Regions from separate parts of the Gossypium hirsutum genome. Here region 2 is linked to region 1. A link is a contact called in public Hi-C data. All regions are on one chromosome and are shown on one strand. The core of a region is the stretch at or near the end of the contact, and the rest is flanking DNA. Distances in the headings are between cores, read along the strand shown.

Region 1 (6,422 bases), core at 1,185-3,684:
TCAATCTAATCCTAATTATAAATATTTCAACAAATTTAACCCTTCACCTTTACAATTTTAACAATTTGATCTTGAAGCACATCTTCACAAAAAAAATGAAATAAGTTATTTTAATGTAGTCGAAGTACTTTCGCATGTGAAAAATAGTGGTTCACTGTTTCTGATGACGTTTTGAAAACACAACTGGAAGAAGCACACAAGAAATTTAGTCCTCAACTAGTTCAGAGTTTCGCCATCAACTGTTTTACTAGTTTTAATTCTGATATGCGTTTAAGGACGAAATTGTTTAAATTTATAAATGTGGAAGGTTAAATTTGTTGAAACATTTAGAATTAAGATCAAATTGATAGAATATACCAACTTTGAGGACTAAATGTGTTCTAACACAAGTTAAAAAAAACCCATTAACAATTTAACAGAGAATAACCAAAACAAAAACATCCCAACCAAAACAGAAAATTTAAATAAAACCTACATTTGATCCAAACCAAATATACTTAAAATATTTTCTTCCTTGGCTCATCAATCGACTATGCATCTGATATGAATATGTTCAATTTTTTCGTATTTAGAAAATATCCATATTCATATCTGGATAGACACAAGTCAAAACAACATAAACTTGCAGAACAAGTGAGAGATCTTCAGTTTTCCAGAAGACGAGAAAAACATAGAGCATAGGACAACCAAAAGCAAAACACATTCATTAACCATTAAAAAGTAACTCGACCTCCATTTCAGTAAATTTTGAGTTTGAAAGGCATGAAATATGATAAAACCAAAGTCAAAATCTAGCTTTCATCACCTAGTAATTGGATGATGAATTCAAAGCGGCCCTATTTTCACAGGTCCTGGACACTCAAACCTGCAAACCCAAGACAAAAGAGAAATGCGGTCAAGAACAATGGTTAGTTTCTGCTACTTATCTAGCATTTATGATTTTAACATTTTATTTGTTCATTCTGCTAGTTTGATCCAAAAATGAAAAAGGCTCTGCAACATGTATGCTTTTTTACCTGGAGGGAGAGACTGCTTCAACTTATCAGCCTTCTCAGCATCAGACACACAAAGTGTATACAAGTACTTTGAACAGCGAACTTTGAACTTTACAACGTCTCTGCTCTTCTTGATTTTTACAGAGCATGCACCTTTCTTTCTGGCAGTGAGAAGGAAGTCCTTGATCTCATGAATTTGCTTTGGCTGCACAAAAGAAAAAACATTCATTTAATACAGAAACCTATAAAATAAACCTGTGTTTGCATATGAGCATTAGATACAGGATTGAGTAACAACATATGCAAATACTTTAACTTTTATGCCAGGTTCAACCATCTCATTTCCACTGACCATTCCAATTACTACTGACTTTTTTTCTCATTACCCATACAAGTCCTTTGATTACATTGCAATTAAGAAATAAATGGACATAAATTGATTGATCACATTACATACTTCTTTGTGACATGGACTTGGGTATTGGCTCCAGGCACTGGTATGTATCTATATCTTGGATTCACATAACAAGCTAAAAGATATTCAAAATTTTGATAAGGATGCATGAACCTTATAACAATGTCTTAAAGCATTTAAATGGTACAACCTATCATACCAATGAAGAGTCAGACCCAAGCATAGAAATCATTATTCAAGAGTCTATACAAACAGAAATCCTAAGATGGATCAAATTATAAGGAGAAAACACCAAGATGGAAACAATAAATCATTCAACAGCAGACAAGCGATTCATATTAAAAACACGAACAACTGATACAACGATTGAAATTTCTTACAAATTCATTATCCTAGAACTTGTAGAACATCAAAACAACTTGATCTTTTAATACAAAGAAAAACACATTTATATTAACTTGCAAAGTTCCAGCAAAGCGCTTAAAAAAAACCTGTGCCAAATAGAGGCATGATACTTTGTACATGAACAAGTTCGCAAAATAATTCATCCAAAAATTATTGAATAATTCAAATTGAGAAAACTATCAACTGAAAGTGATAGTTATCACAGTTCTGAAATCTCTAGAACACGTAAAGCCAAAAAAAAAAAAAAAAAACCACCTCAGTTACCTTCCTAAACACAAATTCAAAAGAAAAATTGAAATCTGGAACAAGGAAGCCAAAAAAACAGAACAACACAAACCAAGAACAAGCATCTGAAGCATAAATTATCATCAGCAAATACAACAATGACAGATAGAGCATCGGAAAAAGAACAGATTCAGAGATCTAAGGAGATGATTGAAGAGAGAAAATCGGGTTTTACCATTTTCGATAGAAGCTTTGTGGAGAGCTTCCTGACTTCAGTAAAACACAAACAAAAATATAGCACCAAACCCTAATTCTTCTATATTCAATTAATATAGAGGCCCATGACAAAACCCTAGAAATTTTCCCTTGCAAATTATAAATTTTTATTGGGCAGGCTTTAACTATTGGGCTACAAATGGAATAACATTGCTTAGTTGGTTATAGTTGAAGCTTAGAGAAAGAAGACGAGTGGGTTTAAACCGGGCTTAAACCCAAATTGGACCGGATTTTAGATTTATTAAGAAAACACATTCAAATCTGGGTTTAAACCGGGCTCAAATCCAAATTAGACCGGATTTTATTTTTATTAAGAAAACACATTCAAATCTAGTCTTAGTTTTTTATTTAAAAATTTATTTTATTTTAATAGTCAATTATACTTAAAATTATAAATATAAAAAAATTATTATCTTAAAATTATAAAATCAGTCTCAAAGGTTTAATGGGCCGGGTTTAAGCTTTGCTTATGGAGGATGACCAAGAGTGAGTGTGAAAAATTTGTTAATTGTTATAAAATAAAGAGAGATGGAAAAAATGAAGAACAAAGAAAATATGAAAGCAATATAGAATGTACTTTATTGATCAAATGTATTATTACAATACTTTATCAGAATCTCTATTTATAGGCATAAAAAGTATAAAAGAAGTAGAGATCTAATTCTAATAACTATTAGAATTTAAAGTAAAAACTTTATCTTGATCATGATGGTCATCCACTTAATAAGATATTTATAACACTCCTCCTTAAATATTCATTGGTAGATAATGTGCCTCGTTAAAACCTTATTAGGAAAAGCCCTATGGGATCAAAATCTAATGAAGGAAAAATAGTACACAATCTATAATACGCATAATATGATGCCTCATTCAAAACCTTATCAGAAGAACCCAATGGGACAAAACCTCAATTAAGGAAAAAAGAGTGCAACGCGTATTTACTCCCCCCATGAAAACATCACATATTTTCTCATATTCTACGTATTTAATCTTGAATACTAGTTTTTCAAATGACTATTTGAATGTATTGCTAAGCATTTATATCATCATTCTTTTAAAAGTCATGAGTGAGAAAATTTTGGGAAAAATATAATTTGATTTCTTTAGGAGATTCAACAATAATCATAATAAACTTTAATGATTATTCTTTTATAAAAGCGCAAATAGGTATTTTGGATCATTTTATAATCCTCCTTCAACTACTATTCACTAAGTCAAATTTACCACATGTGTTTAAATTATTTCAATTCATATAAATGAACAATTTTTCGAGAATTTCAATATGCTTCTAGCATCCTAAATCCTTCAAGGATTTTAATACAAACTTTACTATATAGTGATTCATAAAATGTTGTAACAATAACCATTAGACGCAAGTTAAATCTTTTATGAATTGTCAATTTAATAATATATCTAAAAGTTATTGCATTCACCACAAAAAAATATTATATCTTTTCATAATCAATGTCGGGACTTAGCGAAAGATTTCATATTCTTATTCTGCTTTTGCAAAACTACTTCAATTGTAACGCCCCGAACCCGAGACCGTCACCGGAGTCGAATACGAGGTGTTGACAGACCTTTAAAAATTTTTCCAGACACTGCCCAGTCTGAGTACTAGTCGCTTCAAAAATCATATCTTGAGTTTCACAACTCGAAAATCAGTTTTGTGATTTTTCCCTGAAACTAGACTCATGTCCCCACCTATATATTTTTTTCTAGAATTTTTGGTTGGGCCAATTAGTACAGTTTATTAGTCAAAGTCTCTCATGTTACAGGGGTCGACTACACTGACCTTTTCCCATTACGACTGGGATATCTCTCTGCACAGGGCTTCAATACTAATGCCGTTTGTTTCTATGGAAACTAGACTCAGAGAGGAATCCATACATATATGGTATGACCCCTAATTATCTCTGGTCAATTTATAGTGAATTTCCAAAGGCGGAACAGTGAATCCAGAAACTGTTCTGGCCCTGTTCCACAAGAACCCGAATATCTCTTTCTGTACTATTCCTATAATTGTTTCGTTACTTCCATATGAAAGTAGATTCATCAAGGTTCGATTACATAATTTATTCACTATTTAATTCCACTCCTACGAATTTATGTGATTTTTCAATTCTACACCACTGTTGCTGTCAAAATCTGTTTTCAAGATAAACTTTACCTATTTTGTGGTTACCATGGACCAACTAGGGTTTTGCCATACATAGGTCCACATGTGATCATATTTAGCCATTCCAATGGCTGATCATTAGCCCAACACTTCCATTTCAATCCATAGTCACATCGTGAAACCATATATATACATACATAAACACAAATGGTCTAATGCCATACTCCACATCTACAAGCCATTTTCGCATAGCTTTACACACATACATCACAAAAGAACTTAAACAACAGGGGGTAATCCTATACATGCCATATCCAGAGTTCAACTAAAGAGTACCAAAAGAGCTTGATAGTGTAGATGACTTCGACTTCGCTGATCCCGAATCCGATAGCTAACGAACAAAATCTATAAAACAGAGAGCCAAAGCAACCGGGTAAGCATTTTTAAGCTTAGTAAGTCTCAAGTAATGAAATCGGCTTTGACTACAGTATTACATTCACATAGCTAACTAAGTCATTTTATTTACACACATTCTCATAATCCTACTTACTTCACACTTCATCAACATATATACACAAGGTATCAACCTTTCTAAAAGCCGAAAATTCGTTAGCCGATCGCACGAATACTATTTAAAACGAATCGACTTTTCCAATGCACATGCAACATACCTTATCGTTCGGGTTGGTCGAGCATATTTATTGAATTAGTTACAGCACAAAACGCTCACATTCAAACCCAAGTTTCTTCGGTATTTAACCGAATACAACCGCAAACACATTTGCCTTCCGGTCTTAACCCGGACATATCAACTTGCATAATTGCCTTCGGGTCTTAGCCCGGATATATCATCTCGCATAATTGCCTTCGGGTCATAGCCCGGACATATTAACTCGCATAATTGCCTTCGGGTCTTAGCCCGGATATATCAACTCGCATAATTGCCTTCGGGTCTTAGCCCGGATATATTAACTCGCATAATTGCCTTCGGGTCTTAGCCCGGATATATTAACTCGCATAATTGCCTTCGGGTCTTAGCCCGGATATATTCCAATGCTCATGCACACATATATCAATAATCATAACACATCCATATCATTTCTTCGTTACTAAGGCTCAAACACAAAACATTTATTAAACCTTTCAAATTTCGGCTCAGTAGCCGCACACAAAGAGCATAATTTCAATTGGCTTTATAACATAGTCTCTAAGCACTTTCGACTATCCGTCATAGTATGACTATTCATTTCAATATAATTCAAGTAGGGTCATTACTCGAAGACTTACCTCAAATGTCGTCGAACGACTTCAACGGCTATTCAATTACTTTTTCCTTCCCTTTATCGGATCTAGTTCCCCTTTGCTCTTGAGCTTAAGTTCAACAAAATTTAAAATAGTCATTAATCGACTATTCAAGTATTACTTTCAGAATAATATTATATATATTGATCCGACTTTCACACACATAGATTATAGCAAGCTTTATATTAATCAATAAATAATTCATCGGCAAACTTTCATTAATGTTTACAACAAAATCACATATTCACTACGAGCTGTTTTCCTGAGCAGTAGTTACTAAATTACTTATAACTGGAGCTACTAAACTCCAAATCACTTGCCGTTAATTTTCCCTGAATATAGACTCGTATATCTTCCATCCATAAAATTTTCAGAATTTTAGGCTTGGCCAATCAATACCAGATTTTTCTTAAAGTTTCCCCTATTTCACTGTTTGACTATTCTGACCACTCTTCACTACGAATCCAATTTCTCACTTTACAGAATTCCAAATGTGTTGTATTTAATCTCATTTGAAACTAGACTCATTAAGGAGTCTAAGCATATAAATTTTATCTTATAATCATTTTTGTACAATTTATAATGATTTTCTAAAAACAGAACAGGGAATCCAGCAGTCATTTTGACTCAGCCCCACAACACTTCAAATATCTCAAGATCGGTAACTCTTTTGTTTTTATAGTTT
Region 2 (6,422 bases), core at 1,490-3,989, 600 kb before region 1:
ACACAAAAACTACTGCTAATAACTGCGCACATAAGAAACTCAAAGCCACCCTGGAAACACAGAAAGCAGAAAGGGGTTGGTCCATATGGGATTTGTCACATAGGTATCAAAAGGTGACTAGCTGATTGACACGAATGAGGCAAACAACACAAAACATGTATCGCAGTAGAAAGGAGAGCATAGATGAATATCATGCATGATAAAACATTATTATTCAAGCAAAATTCCTTGAACATATATGAAAGCAGCATCAGGGTTTCATAACTAGATTTTATCTAAGATTTTCATTTGTGCTAGTGCAGGAAGATTTTTAGCTAAACAGATAGGATCTTGTATAAGGGCGAAACACAATAATAATATGAAAATCTGGAGGATGATCAAAGCATTCAATGGCAGAAACATGCAAATTCAATTAGCAGGATCTCAAAGAAGATTAGACAAATTACAACAAACATCAAAATGATTACACCACTTTCTCTTAAGGATAGGACTTCTTTTGCCAAATATAGGATAAGACTTGAAAGCTAGAATCTTTGACAAGAGTTTGACAAGGAAGAATCACATAAACAGAGTCTTATTGTAAAAAAGAAAACTAACTCCAAGAAAATTCCAGTTCATAGCAATTAACCAATAACACTTCCATTATTACAGCTTTTTAGATATACCATTGCTTGCTAAATATCAACACACAGAAATAGAAATTAAGATCACTCATTTGACGCTATAAAATCCAAAGGTTCTACGATGTCCCTCAACAGCTTGTTAGATTTAATTTACTTGAGATTATTGCATTACAGTATAATCGTCACAAAGGCAACACAAATTTATTTATCAAACCAAGCAAGTAAAGCACAACAGAAACATGTCCTTGAACAAAGAATCCAAAACAGGGACCAACTCCAAATCTTGAATTAGACGGGCTGACTTCACATTTCAGCACAGCTACACAAACTGGATAAAGAACTGCTTAACTCAATGAATCCCAGAAAGCTTATGACTCGAAAATATTAGTGATCAGGACAGAAAGGGCTTCAAAATGTAACCTACAACCAAACAAAGAACCAAGGCTTGAAGCCCCTACCCCTTTGGCTAACATGGTTTAAAAAATCTGGCAGAAGGACAAGAAAATATTAAATCTCAAGATAAAAGCTGAAGGTATTCAAGAAAAGATAACCACTAGAAAGTTGTGAAACTCATGAAAGGAAAGGAAATAAATGTCATAGCTTTAATTAAATCAAGTAAAAAGGTAAAATTATCCCTACTCACTAAAACAATGAAAGCAAAGCAATACAAACATACTTCCATTGTTAAATTCTTATTAGACATAATTTAGTGGAGTCTTAGCCAATAGGAATGTATTCCTTGTAACTCAGAAAGCATATGGCATTCAATATATAGATATGCATGCTTGTAAATTCAGACAGTGAGAGAGGAAAACAAGTTCACGAACCAGACATCTATCTAACAACCACATTCAAACCCGGGTAAATATAAACACATCTTGATTTTGTACGGAAGACAATAGAAAGAAAAGGATCTGAAGGCATGGAGGAGAATAAGAATCCAAAGCTGTGAGAAAAATGCTAAAGGAAGGCCGTCTTTATCCCCCTATTGCACAGTTTCTTCGGAATTAACAGGATCAATTAAGTCAAAGTACTCATATTTTGATAGAGAATCACCATTTCAAATTTCCATAAAAGTATGTACCAAGTACCATTCCAGTCATCAACAACATAAAGAATCAAAATCAATCACCCAAATCAACATTCAAACAAAATCAAGGAAAGGGGACAAGATCCAATAACCGGCCATAAAGAGCTCCAAAATTATGAGAATTCTTATCCAATATTAGAAAGTTATTCTTTTTACAGTATTTTCTGAAAAAAGAACACAGCCCAAAATGGAATTCCTACTGACTAAAAGATGTAGACTTTCACAACTCTCTAAGAAAGGCATCATACAATAAAGAAGACATTCCTGCTACATTCACTTAAAATCTGGAGAACCAATTTTGCAGTCCAAATCAAAGAAGCAACGGATACCTATTCTAATTGTTCACCAAGAATTGATCAAATGGAGCAGATCTAAGAAGGAAACTTATATTACAAGCTTAATGAGCTCACCTAAAGGAACTTCTCTTTTCTACCTAGAGTCCAAATTATAAGATTTCGATTACATTTTTAACGTTTTTCAAAAACAAACCAAATGATTGTAACTTTTGTAGTATAAGAATATCAAAACCTTCCATTTTTAACAATAAAAGAAGCAAATTTACAGGCTGAACCACAAAAACAAACGATACCCAGATCTCCATTTGGAGTAAAAACCAAGAAATTGGGAAGATCTGAGGAAAGAGCAGAGATTAGTGTTGTTTTGTTGGGGTAGAGGACACAACTAAGAAGAAATAAAATGGCAGCATATGTAAAAGAAAAAAACAAGGTAAAGTAAACAAATACCTGAAGTAAAAGAAGAAAGAATCGATGAGGAAATGAGGAGATTTGGAGACATTATGGTTAGAGGAAGAAAAGAAAAACAGATACGGAGAAGAACAGGGAAGAATCCTTCCAACAAAAGTCCCACATTGTCTTTAAAAAGTCCTAAAAGATATTTTTACTGTTATCGTTTGTTGTTCATTTCGTACTCTCATATATATCATAACACCATATCGCAGCAATTTTTTTTTTCTTTGGTAGTACATCGCTGCAATTTTTTTTCACTATTTAGTTCTTACAGGAGTTAGTTGTTATTAGGTGAGATGATTTCACGAGAACTCGAAACTCCATGACAAATTCAGTCCATGAAAATTACTTAAAAAAATTATTTAATAAAATAAAAAATATATTGAAAATAGGGTAAACTATAGAAAACTTCACTCAACTATATTTGTATTCCTGTTTTGATCAACTAATTTTAAAAATTTTAAATTTAGATACTAATGTTTGAATTCTTTTTTATTTTGATCACCTACCATCAAATTGATTACATAAAGTCTTTTTCTAATTGGTATAATAACACATTTAGTCTTCAATACTTACTTATTCTATCAATCTAATTATAATTCTAAATAATTCAATAAATTTAACCCTTAAAATTTTTAAATTCTATCAATTTGATTTTCAAACTTCCTAACTAAAGCTTTCAATTTTTAAAATAGAGGTATTTCATATCTATTAATTGTTTTATTTATGGTTAAAATTATTCAATTCGATACATAACCCTTTTTGTTTATATTTGTAAGAAGTTAGTGTTAGAATTTAACTAAATGCCATTAAAAATAATAGAACATATAAATTTTAAAAATACAATATATAATAAAATTATATAAATATTTTAATATTTTAAAAAATTATTTTTCACTCTGGGTAGCATAATTTTAGTTTTAATTAATTTAGTAAATGATTTGACACTAAATCAGGTCATCAGTGATACGTATTGCTCATTGTGGATTTCAAAATTAAAAAAATAAAAATAAATAAAAACTTAATAATCTTGTATTTAGCTTATAAAATTTTTAAAAAAATTCATTACCAATGTAACAAAAGGAAATTCAATTAATTCTTTCAATTTTTTATTAAAAATAAATTTTAATAATTTTTTATATAATTATTTATTAAACAATTGAATTTTTCAAAGTAATATTTTTAACTCTCGATTTAATTTTAATTTCAATTTTAAGGACCAACTTCGAGGATTATTTCTATGTACCTCGAAGGAAATATCATATTGTTAACAACAATAATAAATGTAAAGTTTTTTTTAAAGTTTTTTCCATTGATTTAGTCAATTTTTTTATCAATTAAAGGATTATAAAATATTATATTTAGAAGAAAGTTGATAGAAAATGAAAAGGAAATAAAGTTTCAAAATAAAATCATTGGTATCAAGGATTTGCCCAAAAAACAACTCGTTGGTTGATAGTGTTATGAATATATAAATATCTTATTAAGTGGATGTTCATCAAAATCAAGATAAGTTTGGAGAAGCTTTGTAAATATTTTCATTGATTAATAAATACGCTCTTTCTTTTTCTCTCTTATTTTCTTTATTCTTTACTTTCTGTCTTTTTATTTTATAAAACGTTATTAGCACGATTCTCTTTTAATTATTTTTTTCCATAAGTCAATTTTTTTCCCTTTCACCAAGCCTTACCCCTTTCAAGCAACAACCAATGTAATAACCTGTCACTCAAATTTGCTACTCAAGTTGTTGTCTATTGCCTTCTAGAGCTACTATTATTTCGACCTTCACTTAAGGCCTACGCATTATGGGTAATCATTATGCAAAGAAATTTATAAAATCATTACATGATATGTTTTTCTCCTTTGTTGATTGATTTTTGGTAAAATTATTTTATAAAAAATATTATTACTTTAAGGTTTCTTTTAAACTAAAGATTTTTTTATTAAATTATAGTATGTATGATATTTGGATGATTAAATGATTATATTATTATTATTAAATATGCTTAAAATTATTGTATTATATCTTTTAAATTGAATTTATAAATATTTGATTAGAGCATCATAAGATTTTATAACATATATGTGGTATTGAAGTTTGGTACAATGTGTATAGGATAACTTTCAAGCATCGTACACGAAAATTTTGATTTTGTTTATTAAATGATTTTTTTACTATTGTATTATAAATGTTATTACGAAAATAAATTGTTTTACTACTTATAATAGTACTCTTGATAATAGTCAGGATGATAATAATAATAATAATGTTAAAGAATGTCATGTATATTTTACAATGATTTATTTATTATATCATGTTTATTATAATTGGAGACTAATCATGATAGATAGATTTTGATTTGAAATCCAAGCATGTTTTGCAATGGTGATTATAAAATAAAAAATCAATGGAGACATTTAGAAGTCTGTCCTACCATATTTGTTGCATTCCCCAAAGTGAATGCCAACATAAAGAAAATAAAATATATAATCATAAACAACTAAAAGTGAGAACTTATTAATAAATAAGAGAACAATGAGAGTTCTCAAGATAACTCTTTAAAGGGTAAAGATAACTTATGTTATCAATGTGATATGAAAGATTATTGGTCAAATATTTTGTTTATGTTAATATTCTTTGAGGAAAAATATGAGAATGTAGTAATGAATTCTATCATTACAAATAAAAAAAAATTATATGATTTTGTACTAAAACAAAAAAAATATTATTCCAATATTTGATAGTACAAAATTAGTTGAATGCTCCAGAAGAGTTAATATATCAATATCTAAAAGAACAAAATTGTGATTGTTAATGCATTGGTTTTAAAAGATATTCATCGTAATGGATCTCATATTGAGATTGTGAATGAGAAAAAAATTACATTTCATATGAATCACTATTGCTATAAATATCTATTTTGAAAAGATGAAAAAAAAAGGGGAGGATTGAGTTTTTGATTACTCTTGTTATTAAATTGAATTGATTGTAACTATCTTTGTGATCTTCATTTGTCATCATCCCTGTTAAGGGGTTGAAAGCAAAATGTTTGACTGTAAAAGATCTACTTAAATTTTGGAATAATTTAAAAGAAAAATGTGAGGAATAGAATATGGTAATTCTATCTAAAGCTCGTTATGGTTGGATGCACCTGAAGTTACAAATTTTTAAAACTGTGAGTATAACTTTATAGTATTCAAAATAAGTTCTCAATTAAAATAATGTGGAAAACTATTACTGATGAGAACCTTGCAAGAGGGAACTTATTCAAATTTTCATGATTCAAATGTGCATCTTATTTGTTCATGAAAATGAATATTAATTAAACTATTTAGTTGTTATAGTAGGTTTTATAATTAAATAATATATTTTATTAAAATATATCTAGTATGCAAATTTATGTTAACAAACCAAAGAATTTTATGGCTATTCAGATTTGATTTAGTTCATACATTTTATATTATTCTATTTGTTAATTATTTAGAGAAGTGACATGAGAAATTATAAATGAAATGTTCTATGTGTTAATTGGATTTTGAATTAAATTTCATACATGTTTATGATGATGGTTATGAAAAAATTACTAGTTTTTTATTATGATATATTTTTATGTTTAAGATGTGACGTTTATTGATATATTTAATATATGCTTGTTTTTATACATGACCTAAGCAGTCATTATTGATATAACTGATTATACAAAACTCTTGTTAAAAGAGTTTTTAAATGATTTTGAGTCGATCTCGAGACTTCTTGCATCCAAAGCAAGAATCATACTACTAGACTAAATGCTTTGCATTTGAAGATTTTGGCATATTCCCTGAAACGAATATTGCATATAATTATTTAAAAATTATATTTATTGACTTAGTGGCATTATAGACTTCACATTGATTTAGACATTTCTAGTAGTAAATGTCACAATAGTACTTATATGTAAATATAAAGTAAAAGGAATGATA

Evidence for each region. A called contact is a pair of places that touch in the nucleus more often than the background predicts.
Region 2: a contact with region 1 is called in a Hi-C map of hypocotyl, with 3 times the contacts expected there. The contact joins the promoter of LOC107952053 here to the promoter of LOC107942364 in region 1. A contact is called at or near these places in 3 of 34 Hi-C or Micro-C datasets (hypocotyl and leaf).

The regions. Positions count from the first base shown.
Region 1 is chrA02:27,484,165-27,490,586 of Gossypium_hirsutum_v2.1, reverse strand. It overlaps LOC107942364 (60S ribosomal protein L38), which reads right to left and starts at 2,434. Exons shown (of 3, transcript XM_016876016.2): 1 at 2,276-2,434; 2 at 1,017-1,200; 3 at 681-865. The coding sequence starts at 2,278. The coding sequence ends at 843.
Region 2 is chrA02:28,084,343-28,090,764 of Gossypium_hirsutum_v2.1, reverse strand. It overlaps LOC107952053, which reads right to left and starts at 2,739. Exons shown (of 6, transcript XR_005903601.1): 1 at 2,457-2,739; 2 at 1-50.